2 separate regions of the Triticum aestivum genome follow, and region 2 is linked to region 1. A link is a contact called in public Hi-C data. All regions are on one chromosome and are shown on one strand. The core of a region is the stretch at or near the end of the contact, and the rest is flanking DNA. Distances in the headings are between cores, read along the strand shown.

Region 1 (7,183 bases), core at 2,668-5,167:
TGGTTGATATTTGCACAAACCAGTCTCCTAAAAGACCCGCCATGTACCAACTTCTTCAGCTTCTCTGCATCGGATTTAGCACGGTCCAAAGCCTGCAGCCATAAGCAAGCCATCAATACATAATTCCATACGCTTTCATTTACGGGACATTCCATGTTTAACCATTATCTTGTTTCATTAACATGATCCCTTAATCTAACTCTCAATGTGCTTTTCCAAATTGGCGTCTGCTAGATGGGGACAACTCAAATTCAGTTTCATTCTCGCCTTTTAAAGCTTAAGTCAATAACAGTTGGAAGATCATCATCCTTTGACTCGAGACTTCCCATGACTAACAATTTGACTTACTATAAAGGCTTAGATCACACCTATTTAATCTCATGATTTTTGTTATTTTTGTTAGCTTCTTCCTTCTTGCAAACTCAGGTGAACTACTGGATATCCAATTTTTTACCTGGCTAACATCATGAGCATAGTCTCCTCTGTTCTATTATACTAAACCCACATTGCTACTATAACTATACAGGCCGAAAAGGTACTGAATAATCGCAGTTTTGACTAAACCTAGCAAACTTATTGGATAACTTAAGTAAAGATTTTACAAGGTGTATAAAATGCTTTGATTCAGTGAAATAATGTTTATATTTACCTGGATCAGAGACTCAACTCTACGCCTCATCCTGGTGTGCATGAATCCTTCAGAACACTGTGATACACCAAATAGCAGCAGTTGAGTGCTTGCAATGTTATGATAGGATACCACTTATGGTGGTAGCTATGTATATGTAAAGCAGAAGAAAAGTGTTTCACAAAATTGACACCAAGCTGGAGCAGGCTTAATAAAACTGTTCCCAGTTGGTTCCAAGGTTGGCTCACCCAAACTAGCTTAAATCAGAAAACCAACTTGTATTTTCCTACTTGTAAAATGTAAAGGTAAGATTGATGTGAAATCTGCAAAGTGGCTACTGCTGACTGGTTCACAGCTATTTCAGGGATCCACGAACTTGATAAATATGAAACCAGACCATGAAAACAAGGACGTTACCTTTACGTGGTAGCTTACATAAGCACGGAAGGTTAACAAACTCCAAACTGTTTTGTCTAGTTTTCTACCCTCAACATGCCGAGGGAAAACAACTGCCATAAAGAAAGGCTGTGAGACAAATTTATATTTTTTTATTTTTGAGGGTAGAAAACTGATATCTTGGAAGAATATGAAAAACTATTGTCAGAAATACACATTACCAAAAGTAACAAAACCAGCATTTGCATCAAGTGCATCAGCATTCACGCCTTTTAACTCAAGAGGTGGTACTGGAGACCACATACAGGAAGGGGCATTGTTAAGTGCAGCAGTCCGCCTTGCTTCTACAAATTCCTACACATAACCATCCCAAATTTTAAGCACATTCAGCAGAGTGCTCCCTGCAAATTGTAGCTAATCAAACGGCTTTGCATAAGATAGTTATGTAAACATTGAAATTTACCAAATCTTCAAACTCATGAATCTAGTACGTCAAATATATCATTAATCATAAAATGACAGCAGTGCTGAAAGCCTAAATATCAGTCTAATGTAGATGAACATAAAAGGTCAAAAGAAGAAACTGAAGCCACAAAAGCTATAGTGTCCATAATACCTGCAAAAACGAAGTTGCTAAGACAATATCAATCGAATCCTGGAACCTCATTGGGTATACAACTGTAACTTTGTCTGCCTGGGAAAAAAATAATTTCATCGAGTGAATATGCAGAAGATACAATTAAGACCAACACCAAAAATCAAATACACAAATAATTTGAAATAATAAAATATGTCTACCAACAGAATCACAAAGCAGCCAGGAGTTAGTAGCCAGAAAACGGTGATGTTTCAGCGTAATATACCCAGATTTGAGATGTCTAATCTGAAAGTCATACCTGGGGAACAAGGAAGAACGATTCATTAGGACGGTGAACAAGGGCAACCAGCTTATCCACGTTAGGAGCCACTGTCTTTGAAGCTAGATGCCTGAGCAGAAGCTTCAGCGGTGCACCCAGCACAACCTCTCTCACAGATGCAATTTGTGTCAAGACAACATTCCGCTGCTCTGGAACATAAGAAATGCAATAGGTAGTTAGATGTCAATTTCAATTGAGAGCATGAACTAGACAAAATAGTATGTTATGATTCGGGCAGGCTTGACCAAAACCAAAAAATTGCAGATTGTACTTCGACCAACTCCCTTGTTCCAAAAAACAAGCAATTAATCATGCAACCAACAGTGTGATTGGGCCAAGAAGCACCAAAAAATCACCAACAATGAAAAATGAGTAAAGAGACTCGGCATCATTATAACAAGAGACTCTTACCAAAATTACACCACAAACTTAAAAATGCAAATGAGTTGACTTCGGTGGAAAGATAGAATTGATATCTAGAACCTATTACTGAGCTCATGTAAACAAGACCATAGGAAAGTTAAGGTTCCATATTAAGTAAGGCGAATTCCACATTCCTTCCATTTAGGCATTTGCACACACAAAAAGAAAACTGCTTCCATGATCTAGGCAAACAACATCCGTGTCCGAGTCCTGGGCAATCAAGTGTGTAATACTACATATCTGACATACTACTGAACATTATTCTCTAGGGCATCTACATCTACATGTAAAAAGATGAAGATGTTTCCAACCATGACTTGCACCAAAAGTAATATTTTGCCAATGGAGAACATCTAAGATAGACACCACCAGCTAATGATCATGTAGCACGACAAGACAATGATAACCTTGGAAAGGGAACTCTAGAACCTTCATCTGTCGAAAGCTTTGTTAAGTTTATCTTCATTGTGAGATCAAAGCAGTCCTTTGGAGGATCAAGAATTTGAACCACTGCCCCATAAGCCGCCTTTATAGCATCAATGGCACCAAGAGGAAGCCCGTCGTGCAGAATAGCCTCAGGAGGTGCGAGGGGCAATGCCACTGATAGCACCATTACCTTTGGATTCCTCATTGAAAACTGCAATAGAAGTCCAATGTCCATCAGTATACAGAGCATAAGCTGACCACTGGTTGCAAACAATAGCAATGGGAGCACTCCACTGTTTAGCAAATTTAACTTTAATTTCAGCTTGCAATTGCAGTGCTTGAAGAACAGCACGTCAGGATTTACATAATAAGAAGTTAGACAGCTAAGAAACCCACACCAGCACACCAAAATTTCAGTACTAACGACACAAACATCAGCGACAGGTAATTTAATAAAGAAAAGAAAGCAGGAATGCGGCTTCATTAGCTCAGATTTGTTCCTACTATTACCCCCACCCTACACACAAAATAAATGACCGTAAGACAGCAAACCGAAATGGGTATTCAGATTCGGCAGGAGGATACTAAGTATTCACCTGGATATGATACCGCACATCGTCGAACTCCACCGTGTGGCAATCGATGTCCACGCCCTTGTCGCCGCTGCAGCGTGAATACTCTCGCATGAGCCACATGCGATATACCTTCTGGGTCCACGAAGAAAGATCGGCTGAGCAGCGACATACCTGACGACGCGATCCTTCAGGATCTGGAGTAGGAACCTGGATGGGGATTGGAGCAGTATCATCCTCTCCTATCCCTTCTCCTGCGAACCAGCCCCGCTCGATCCCCCCTACCGAAATATGATCGAAGGCGCGGCGAAAGAGGCGCGTCACGGTGGTGCGGCCGCGCGCGCTGGAGCTTCCGTCGGCGGTGGCGCTGGCGCAACCCCGATAGATCTTCGCTTCTGGGGGGATCGCCGGCCGCCGCGAGATGCGATTCGGAATGGGGGAACAAACGGGCAGAAGGGAAAGCCAAGAAGAAAAGTGGACAAGGAGCGGAGGTGCAAATGTGAGAAACCGAAGGGGCTTCTTTGCAAAAACTGTCTGAGCCGCTCAGCCTGAGACTGAGAGTTCCGCCAAGATCTGCCCACCGATGTAGATCCGACGGCGGGCTAAGCACCCAACTATTTTTCCTGAATAATAACTGCGGTGGCCAAGCCGACGACTCGGTGCTTCTCCGCTCTCGAATGATCGGCGGCGGCGGACGCAGCAGGCGGCGCGGGCGTGCGTCGGCGACCCTGCCCTCGGGCCCTGCCGTGAGCCGCACTGAGAGCTCCGTCTCCTGCTGGTAGGTCAATCCACACCGCCTCTCTCTCTTCTGTCCCGATTTCTCCCCAGCTAAACTTACCCAATCCACTCGATCTAAATCAGCTTTGATTTAGCTTCCTGTTTCGTTGTCGTCATTTTGTGTTAGTATTAGTACACAAAGTGGCTGTTATGTTCACTTATTGTGCCTATGCGAACTTCAGGTATTGTGACTGCAAAATTTATGTCTTCAATGACATGATATTCAATTTGGGGTGGAAACATGCTAGGTATGCTTTATCTTACCCTTTGAAGTTTTTATAATTCTGCCCTTTTTCTCATTTGTGCAAATTCCACGTAGCTCTGATTTTCCTTGGCATCTGTACAAAGATAAGTACCATTTACATTAACCAAGTCAAGTCGTTGTATCTGTTTGCGACATTTCTTTTGCATGGCTTGAATCATATATCTATCTTACGACACACCCATGCTATCCACATGTGTAGATAAACAGTTATTACGACACATCAAGTCATTTTGGAATAATGTTATCCACACACCACACCAAAAGTTAAAATATATTCTGGCAGATCTGGCATGCTAAAGGTTGGTGACAAATTTAGCACCTGATAGCAATGTTTAATTCCTATTTTTCTCTGGAAAACTTAAGCATATACGATGTACTTATTTTGTTGGCTGAGAAGAATATTCTGATAAGAGCCATCTTACTATGAAGATCACATAATTTCCCTTGTTACTCACAATTTAGAGCTTAGTCATTGATTGTACTTAAAGTCATACCGAGTTAATTATTTTTTGGCAGATACACCAGAGCATGGTTTTCCTTAGGAGTTTATTTCTCTCTTGTTGCTTTAGTTGGTATATCTTTGGTAAGTTAACTCTCATTATTATGGCAAATAATGAAATGTAGTTGTTCTGATTATTATGTTTGTTCCAAAGTTCGATAGTATACCTCTGTGTCATGAATCTCACAATATCATGCCATGTTGCTGCTTAAATAATTTTATTTTTGACTTGAAAAATATATGATACTTGCTGATTATGTGATATATTCATCTGTATGTGACCTTTTTATCTTGATACCTACTTCAGAGAGCAGATAGGGCACTGAGATTTTTCACTCAGTTCCCTGAATATTTAACGGCTATTTATGGTAACTAACATTCACATAAGTGTGTGAATAGAGCTGAAATTGGCGCCTCCGATAATCCAGATCCTATTCAGAAAATCATAGAAAAATGCTTTGTCTTCTTCATCCGCCAAAAGGGAGTTGGTTTCTGGTTTTCCACCTTCATGGCCTGCCTTTTCCACACAAAGATTTCATTGCAGCTCTAGTAGCCATCACAAAAATATTGAAATTGTTGCCTATATTAATAAATCCATTAATGCTGTTAATCTGTATCTTCCTAGTTCATTGGTTCCTGAGATGGCTACAGTAGGTAGTTAACATACCATTTCTATTCAATTTTGGATCGTTATATTGTTCTGTTGCAATTTTCAGTTGCTATTGTGGGATCCAATTGGTGCATTATATTTTAGACGCGGATCCATTAGCGCCTGGTTACCAAATATACTGGTGAGGAGACATGCTTCGTTCTTTCAATTTTTCAAATCAACCACTCAGCACGCATTTCACTCATTGTAGGCTCCCAGCTTCAGCGGATCAATAATGGACACCTCAATCATCATAGCATCAACAATCTTATCTATTGCTTTTCATGAATTTGGACATGCTATTGCAGCTGCAAGGTCTATCCCTCATCTGCCCGTGCACCTTTTTTGTGAGATGTGTTGCCTGTGCTTAAATGTATCTTCCGTTCTTTGATACTCTAAAACTCAGAGTGTTGTTTCGTAATATTACTTCCACCTACTAATGGTTTTTTTGGCACACTATTGAATTGCTGGTATGTTCATTGCTCAATATGCAACAGCGAGGGTGTACAGATGGAATATGTTGCAATATTCATGGCTGTACTTTTTCCTGGGGCATTAGTTGCTCTGAACTATGACCTGCTTGAGAATCTACCCCTCTTTTCAATGCTTCGGATATATTGCGCGGGAATTTGGCATAATGTTATAGTAAGTTATCCTGATTTGCATGAATTAATTTCAAAGTCTTGCCGCAAACATCTATTTTCAATATGTGTGGTATGCCATGCTAAATTATAGAGACCCTTGGTGCTCAGATAAAAAGAATCACATGTAACTTGTATTCTTGCTGCAAACATCTATTTTCAATATCTGTGGTATGCCATACTAAGTTGTAGTGACCCTTGGTGCTCAGATAAAGAGAAGCACATATATCTAGTATTCTTGCAGTAACGAGGACATCAAACAAGAACTAAGAACAATTAGCTTTATGTTGATTGGCATAAGATACAATTGGATGCCTCAGTTAGACGATTGCCCAACAGATATTGGAAATTTAGTATCCTACAGTGGGTAATCATGCACTAATATCCTCATACTGGTAATAAATAGATTTATCCCTACAAATTTGTTGTGGAATATATCAGCGCGTATATGTCTATAGTAAACCATTGGGAAAATTGTCCTTGACCGAGACATCTGATAGCTGATATTGATCTTTACTAGGTTGTTTTACCATACATTTCTTGGTATACTTTATGATTAACCAGGGCCTGAGAGATATGAAGTATGAACCGGATAACAATAATTGCTTGTATAATAATGATAGTTGACAGGTCAAGGTGTACTGGATTGTAAGCTTCCTTTGGTCCATGAGCATTTAAGTATATGATGATACAGGTCAAGGTGTACTGGATTGTAAGCTTTGTAACAACACTTCCAATCTTAGATGTGGCACCATGGAGGTTTTTAATTGTATACTTGTATACCTTACCATATTTTAGAAGTACCATTTCTGCAATATTTTCATAAGCCTCGTAATGATGTAGCTGTTATGATTTCATGTTAAATAGTTTTGTGCAGCATGTGTGCTGATGGCATTATTACTTCCTTTGGTCCTCTGTCCTCTCTACGTGAGTGGTGATGGCCTTATTGTAAGTCTGTTTCCTTTCACTTCTCATCATTTTTTATCTCCG
Region 2 (7,183 bases), core at 3,434-5,933, 210 kb before region 1:
TGTTATCTCCACCGTGAGAGGCCCGAACTCGGTAAAACCACCGTGTCACCCATATGTATCTCGATAGATCATGCTCCGTTATCCTACCCCTCTCTTACTGTCGGAGTCGTTCCCACGACAGGGCGCGCCCCCCTACTGGGTGTGCCCCCCTATCTCGTGGGCTCCTCGGGCGTCCACCTACCTACTTCTTCCTCCTATATATACCCACGTACCCCGAGAACATCAGAGCCGACCACGAAAAAATATTTCCACCATCGTAACCTTCTGTATCCGTGAGATCCCATCTTGGAGCCTTCGCCGGCGCTCCGCCGGAGGGGGAATCAACCATGGAGGGCTTCTACATCAACACCATAGCCTCTCCGATGAGTTGTGAGTAGTTTACCACAAACCTTCGGGTCCATAGTTATTAGCTAGATGGCTTCTTCTCTCTCATTGGATCTCAATACCATGTTCTCCTTGATCTTCTTGGAGATCTTTTTGATGTAACTCTTTTTGCGATGTGTTTGTCGAGATCCGATGAATTGTGGGTTTATGATCAAGTTTATCTATGAGAAATATTTGAATCTCCTCTGAATTCTTTTATGTGTGATTAAGTTATCTTTGCAAGCCTCTTCGAATTATCAGTTTGGTTTGGCCTACTAGATTGATCTTTCTTGCAATGGGAGAAGTGCTTAGCTTTGAGTTCAATCTTGCGGTGTCCTTTTCCAGTGACAGCAGGGGCGGCAAGGCATGTATTGTATTGTTGCCATCGAGGATAAAAAGATGGGGTTTATATCATATTGCATGAGTTTATCCCTCTACATCATGTCATCTTTCTTAATGCGTTACTCTGTTCTTTATGAACTTAATACTCTAGATACATGCTGGATAGCGGTCGATGTGTGGAGTAATAGTAGTAGATGCAGGCAGGAGTCGGTCTACTTGTCACGGACGTGATGCCTATATACATAATCATGCCTAGATAATCTCATAATTATTCGCTTTTTTATCAATTGCTCAACAGTAATTTGTTCACCCACCGTAATACTTATGCTATTTTGAGAGAAGCCACTAGTGAAACCTATGGCCCCCGGGTCTATCTTTTATCATATAAGCTTTCAATCCACTTTTATTTGCATCTTTACTTTTCCAATCTATATCATAAAATACCAAAAATATATTTATCTTATCATATTATCTCTACCAGATCTCACTTTCGCAAGTGACCGTGAAGGGATTGACAACCCCTTTATTGCGTTGGTTGCGAGTTCTTGTTTGTTTGTGTAGGTGTGTGGGACTTTTGAGAGCCTCCTACTGGATTGATACCTTGGTTCTCAAAAACTAAGGGAAATATTTACGCTACTATTGCTGCATCACCCTTTCCTCTTCAAGGAAAACCAACGCAAGCTCAAGATGTAGCAGATGTATCCGCGCACACGATGACCATGGTACCTTGATGTGGTGTGGATGAGCCTTTGGGTGAAAGCTCAACTTTCCGGGCTCTGGCGTTGTCGGCAACGATGTTTGTGGGTGTCATGTCCCTGTTGGTGGCATCGTTGAGGCCCCTCTCCCCGCGAGTGTAAATCCTTGATCATACCTTTGGTCTTGGTGATGGGGTCACCTTGCATCGTCACCCTCCTAGGGGAGGCGTCGTGGAGTTCAAGTTCTATCTGGTCATGGCGCGTTGTCATCGACGGGCAAGCTTTGATCCTAGCTCGAAGTCCTTTCGGCTCTGGTGCAGGATGGTCTCAGTTGCATCCTATCTTTTGACTTCATTGACATCGTTGTTAATCCTCGTTGCCCACTCGCAGGATCGGCGCTCCGTGGCCCGAAGCGAGAGGGCAGATGGCCCTCTCTGGTGACAACTTAGTGTGTTTGTTGCACGATGTTCGATGGTTTCTTCTAGAGGCGTGGTTGCTCATGTAGTTATTAGTCTTGGGCGCTTCTTGTTGGGGTCTGGCTACTCATGTTCTTATGTTTCTCTTTGATCTGCTTTGTAAGAGGGTTCCTTCGTCACTTTGTATCAATTCGATCGTATTGCTTTATATATAAAGCGAGGCTAAAGCCTTTTACGATTATATGTCTATGTATATGTGTCCTTAGACAGGAGTCGGCCGATCCACATTTATCCGCCAAGGCAACCACTCCGTTTTTTCCAAACCTTCAGTCTGTATGAAAACATGCACCATAGATTTACGTAGTTTATACATGGAGGTATAAAAAGGAACTACAAACTACATACATAAGCAAAATTGCAATTGAAGTATTAAACAAACTACAAACTCCGCTACTCCTCGTTGAAGAGCTCCATGACCCTTTTGTCGCAGCTATGGGCCTCTTGGTCGTCGATGGCGAGGTGAATATCGGGCATCTCCTTGTTGTCGGGGGTCCACCGTAAAGACTTGCTCTCGCTTTACGTCACATAGGCGAATCTCGCAGCGGTATGTTGTCACCATACGCTTGGACTAGATGGACCCAGGGATGGCACGGTTCTTCGCGATGAGGGTGGGGTCGATGGCGAGCTCGGCAAGGGTGACATGCTGCACCATACCATGAATGCGGGTGGGCAAACTGATGAGCTGTGCGACAGACCGCTAGATTTTTTTATGGGTTCAGACCATGAGCTCGACATGATAAACGCATAGGAGCGATCCTAAATTGTCCCAAATTTGGGCTGGATTTGAAGAATGCTGGACAACCCATACTTTCGGGCTGGAAGTCGAGGGACCGATTGAAGAACGTTTTTGTGTCCGGGCCTTGTCCAGCCTATGCGTCGGACAAAAGGGAAACATAAGGTCCGGTTAAAAATGGACTGAGCCACACACTCATCAAACCTAAAGCCTCAAGATAACAAGAACAAAAATTAAACTCTATTTTTTCTTGGGGAGCATGGCATTTGCGAACGTTTTTCATGGCAAGTTCTTCAAACGCACACGAGAATTTCTTCAAAAACGCATGGCCGATTATGCAAACAAAAGGAATTTGCTTGAAATTTGCCGTGTTCGCTTAAAGAAATTTGCCATGTTCCCGCAACATAAAATACCGTGAAAAACGTTCGCAAACCCATACATAGCGAATGTTCATTGAATATCGTTAGCATTTTTTACTTGTTATCGAAGAAACTCGAACTCTTCGAATTACGGTAAAAAATGAAAATTGTTGTGCGGACAATGCATGTCTGCACTATGGTCAACCAAGCGTATGCCGCACTTTGATACATGCATGAACGGACTACTATATGGTGTCGTGCAGGAATCATTTTTTTTACGAAACACATGCTTTACTACTTAAACAGGAGAATTACAGAGAGGTTGAATTTAACCTAGAAGAAAAGAGGGTACATAGTTAACCCATAAACATCTTCTACGATCTTCACTAGCCTGCCTGGCGCATCTATGCACAACTATGTTTGCTTCCCAGTTTACATGCACGAGAACGAAGGAATCAAAACCGGAGCTCACCTCCTGGACCTCATAACAAATGGAAGCAATATCTGCCCTCTCAAAAGCTGCAACATTGATCATCCGGACAACCTCCTACGCATCATTCTCGAGGATAACCTTGCGGAAGCCAAGATCCATTGCTAAATGGATACCATCCCGAACCGCCAAGGCTTCCATGAACCTTGCATTTTGCGCGTACCGGCACCATATAGCCGAGCTCGGATTAACTCACCATTGTGGTTTCGAATCACCACTCCTGTGCCTCCATGAGCCAAGTTTCCTAAATAGCTGGCATCAACATTCACCTTGATAAAGCTTTCCTCTGGCGGTACCAGCTCGTATTCTCTCTCGGCATTCGGTGCTTCTTCACTCCTTCCAATGTAGCAAGATCATGAATAGTATCAATTCCCCATTTGACAAAAGCCTGAATGGAACGACATCGTTCCCCATGTCTCCTATTGTTCCATTCTATCCAGACTGTCCAGCACCCAACTAAGATAATGGCAGCAAGTGATTCTGGAACTTCCTTGTTGTTAACAATATCAATAGCTCAAGAGTCTAGATGAAGAACATGAATTCTGACCGGAAGGAAACGCTTTAGTTCAGACCAAAAACCTTGGCCCATGTACAAGAGAACAATGCATGTTTCTCCACTCCGCAATCCTCGCAAAATGATATCTTCTCAATATGACGCTTCTGCAGACCCGAACGACATGGCACAAATTTGTGAGTAACCCTCCCTCAGAAATTACAAACTTTAGGCGGCATTGGGATTTTCCACAACTTCTGCCAATGACTAATAGGAGCAGTTATGGAGGTGGATGCACTCTCATTTTGTCTCTTCAACTGCAATAGAGCTTTGTATGCAGACCGAACAGAGAAATTTCCCAATTTATCATGCTTCTAGGCCGAGAAGTCCTCCGGCATATGCCCCACAGTAACTCTACATATCGCCTCTGTATCAGGTGGCACAAAATTTGCCTCAATTTTCACTCTATCCCAATCACCATTCTCCTGATCATCTGTATGAGGTGGCACAAAATTTGCCTCAACTTTCACTCTATCGCAATCACCATTCTCCTGATCAATGAGCTCTTCCACCAGGTTGACATCATGCACACAATGTTGTGTGCATAGCAGTGCTAAAAAAAACTCGGACTCTTCAAACACTTGCAAGCCAAAAACTCCTTGGCCACGGAGGTCCCAAAGTCCCAACACCCGCACGCACCATCCAAAGTCCAAACACCCCACCCCCATCCCCACGCGCAGTCTGATCCGATCCTATCGGCCGGAGTGAGGCAGATTTAAATGTTTTTCTAAAATATCCCTACCGCAGACGGGCCCCACTCGCCCCCTCCGGCCTGGTCTTTAAATGCGCTGGCAAAGTTACTCACTCCGTTCTCTCACCTCCCCGTGCCACCACAGCCGCCGCCTCCCCCACCAACCTGCCCCGATCCGCTCCCGACCTCCGAGGCAATCAGCGTCCGCCGCGGCCGCCATGGCGTTCGAGAAGATCAAGGTCGCCAACCCCATCGTCGAGATGGACGGTCAGACCCCCCTCCCACTCCCACTCCCACTCCCCCGGCAGATCTATCTCCGCCGTTCCCTTGCCGATATAAACGATGCCTGTGCTGAATTTTGTATTCTGGTCGGGCCGATGCCGCGAGATCTGAGAGATCTAGCTGTCGTTCTGCTCCCGTTTTTATCTCTAATAACTGCTGGGCTCAGGTGTCTCTGATCTATCTCCGTAGTTGTATCGCCGCCGTGGTGCCAGAGATCGGATTTAGAACGTAGATGGCGAGATAATTGCACATGCATGACACCTTGGGTACGATCATGGTTGTCTATTGGCAGTGGGAAGGTGCAGGGTTGGACGCACTCTGCTGGTGAAATAGTTCTGTCTCACGTGTAACTACTGGATCTCGTTTTTGAAATCTATATTCAGAAACCATAACCTTAAAGTGTTTTTTGATACGATTGCTTCGCGCTTTGGGTCCAATCGTAGCCAGTGCTTCATGTCTGCATCGCATGTTGAATTGGGTAGCTAGCTTTTTTAGAAAAAAAAATGATGTCGAACTTTCAGTGTAAGCAATAAATTTGTTCACAAAATAATAGTAATATTTCTATTTTTTTTATCTTATGTAATCAATTGATTTGTTAGTCCACTGTCATGCTGATATCTTGTTTTTTAACCTATAGGCGATGAGATGACCAGAGTATTCTGGCAGTCTATCAAGGACAAGGTAATCAATAAGCAACAGCTCTGACAAATCTGTCCGCTTGGGCCATTGTGTGTGTGTGGTTCTTGTTTTCCATATGCTGCCAGGCTGATTTTTCGTTTGTTTCAGCTTATCTTCCCATTTTTGGACTTGGACATTAAGTACTTTGACTTGGGAGTTCTACACCGCGATGCAACTGATGACAAGGTTACAGTGGAGGCTGCAGAGGCTACTCTCAAGTAAGGAGTTTTGAATAATTTGAGTTTGTGCTGATATTATGCTTGGGTTCAAGTAAAAATATGACTGCTGTGACCACACCATTTCAAGAAATTTATGTAGCCTGCAATTTGTTTGTCCTGTTTTTTAATCATTAGTAGTTCTGTTGCTGTATATTTCCCTACGAATTTTGAGTACTATGATTGATGTTCTTAATTATTCAAATATTATTAACAGCAAGGGAGATATCTTTTCACTAATCTTGTTGATTAGTTGTATCATTTTCATATCTTTGAAACTAGCTAGTTTTGTCAGAAGTATTTGACCATATATAACTTTAGCATATTCTTATGACTTTGTTGTCCTATAGTGCTGTTCTAATCCAATGTTATTTTCAGGTACAATGTGGCTATTAAATGTGCAACTATTACTCCAGGTATATTTCACTCAAGCTTATGCAGCTCAATTATTTGTTCTTCGTATTGTTGAAGCACTAGCACTATTTGATGATATTTTCTCTCTAATATCTGGTTACTTCACCATGGCAGATGAAGATCGGGTTAAGGAGTTCAACCTAAAACAAATGTGGAGGAGCCCAAATGGCACAATTAGGAACATTATAAACGGTAAGCTCCTGCTGTATTTCAATATAATGGACATATTAGGTTTTCGCTAAAAAAATGGACGTAGTTAGGTTGTTGACATTTCTCTTTACACTTGTTACCTGCAGGCACCGTGTTCAGAGAGCCAATTATATGCAAGAATGTCCCAAAGCTTGTTCCAGGTAAGGAGGATTAAAACTACTACTCCCTCCGATTCATATTACCTGCCCTGCTTTCGTACAACTTCGTACTACTAAAGCAGTGACAAATAATATGGATCGGAGGGAGTGCATACTTTTTTTCTAACGTGAACACATTATGAAATGCAAAATTTCCTTGCTAAACTGTTTCTTTGGTGTAATCAGGATGGACTAAGCCCATCTGCATTGGAAGGCATGCTTTCGGTGATCAGTACAGAGCAACTGATGCAGTTCTCAAGGGACCTGGCAAACTCAGACTAGTGTTCGGTACGGTTGCATAATCACTCCACTTAAAATTAAGTATGAAAGAATGAAGTCTTTGTAGTTCTATATTTTCACGTATGATTGTATTGTTTGTTCAGAGAACTGGTGCTAGCAAACACTGATATTCTTTGCCTTTTTGTTTCTTTGGTCTACTGGCAGAGGGAAAAGACGAGACGGTTGACCTTGAGGTTTTTAACTTCACTGGTGCTGGAGGAGTCGCCATGGCTATGTACAACACAGATGAGGTACTGCTATGCCTG

Evidence for each region. Hi-C and Micro-C count contacts between places; a contact is called where the count stands out from the background.
Region 2: a contact with region 1 is called in a Hi-C map of leaf, with 2.6 times the contacts expected there. The contact joins the promoter of LOC123070247 here to the promoter of LOC123070245 in region 1. A contact is called at or near these places in 3 of 5 Hi-C or Micro-C datasets (all in leaf).

The regions. Positions count from the first base shown.
Region 1 is chr3B:438,660,917-438,668,099 of IWGSC CS RefSeq v2.1, reverse strand. LOC123070245 (membrane-bound transcription factor site-2 protease homolog) reads left to right here and starts at 3,917. Exons shown (of 10, transcript XM_044493342.1): 1 at 3,917-4,140; 2 at 4,322-4,387; 3 at 4,921-4,987; 4 at 5,620-5,694; 5 at 5,764-5,867; 6 at 6,050-6,197; 7 at 7,061-7,141. The coding sequence starts at 4,040. LOC123070246 (actin-related protein 2/3 complex subunit 2A) reads right to left here and starts at 3,859. Exons shown (of 10, transcript XM_044493343.1): 1 at 3,537-3,859; 2 at 3,387-3,453; 3 at 2,794-3,001; 4 at 1,921-2,090; 5 at 1,641-1,718; 6 at 1,246-1,378; 7 at 1,046-1,137; 8 at 650-706; 9 at 21-92. The coding sequence starts at 3,598.
Region 2 is chr3B:438,869,333-438,876,515 of IWGSC CS RefSeq v2.1, reverse strand. It overlaps LOC123070247 (cytosolic isocitrate dehydrogenase [NADP]), which reads left to right and starts at 4,683. Exons shown (of 15, transcript XM_044493345.1): 1 at 4,683-4,969; 2 at 5,622-5,665; 3 at 5,771-5,880; 4 at 6,256-6,293; 5 at 6,406-6,483; 6 at 6,588-6,641; 7 at 6,825-6,926; 8 at 7,083-7,168. The coding sequence starts at 4,795.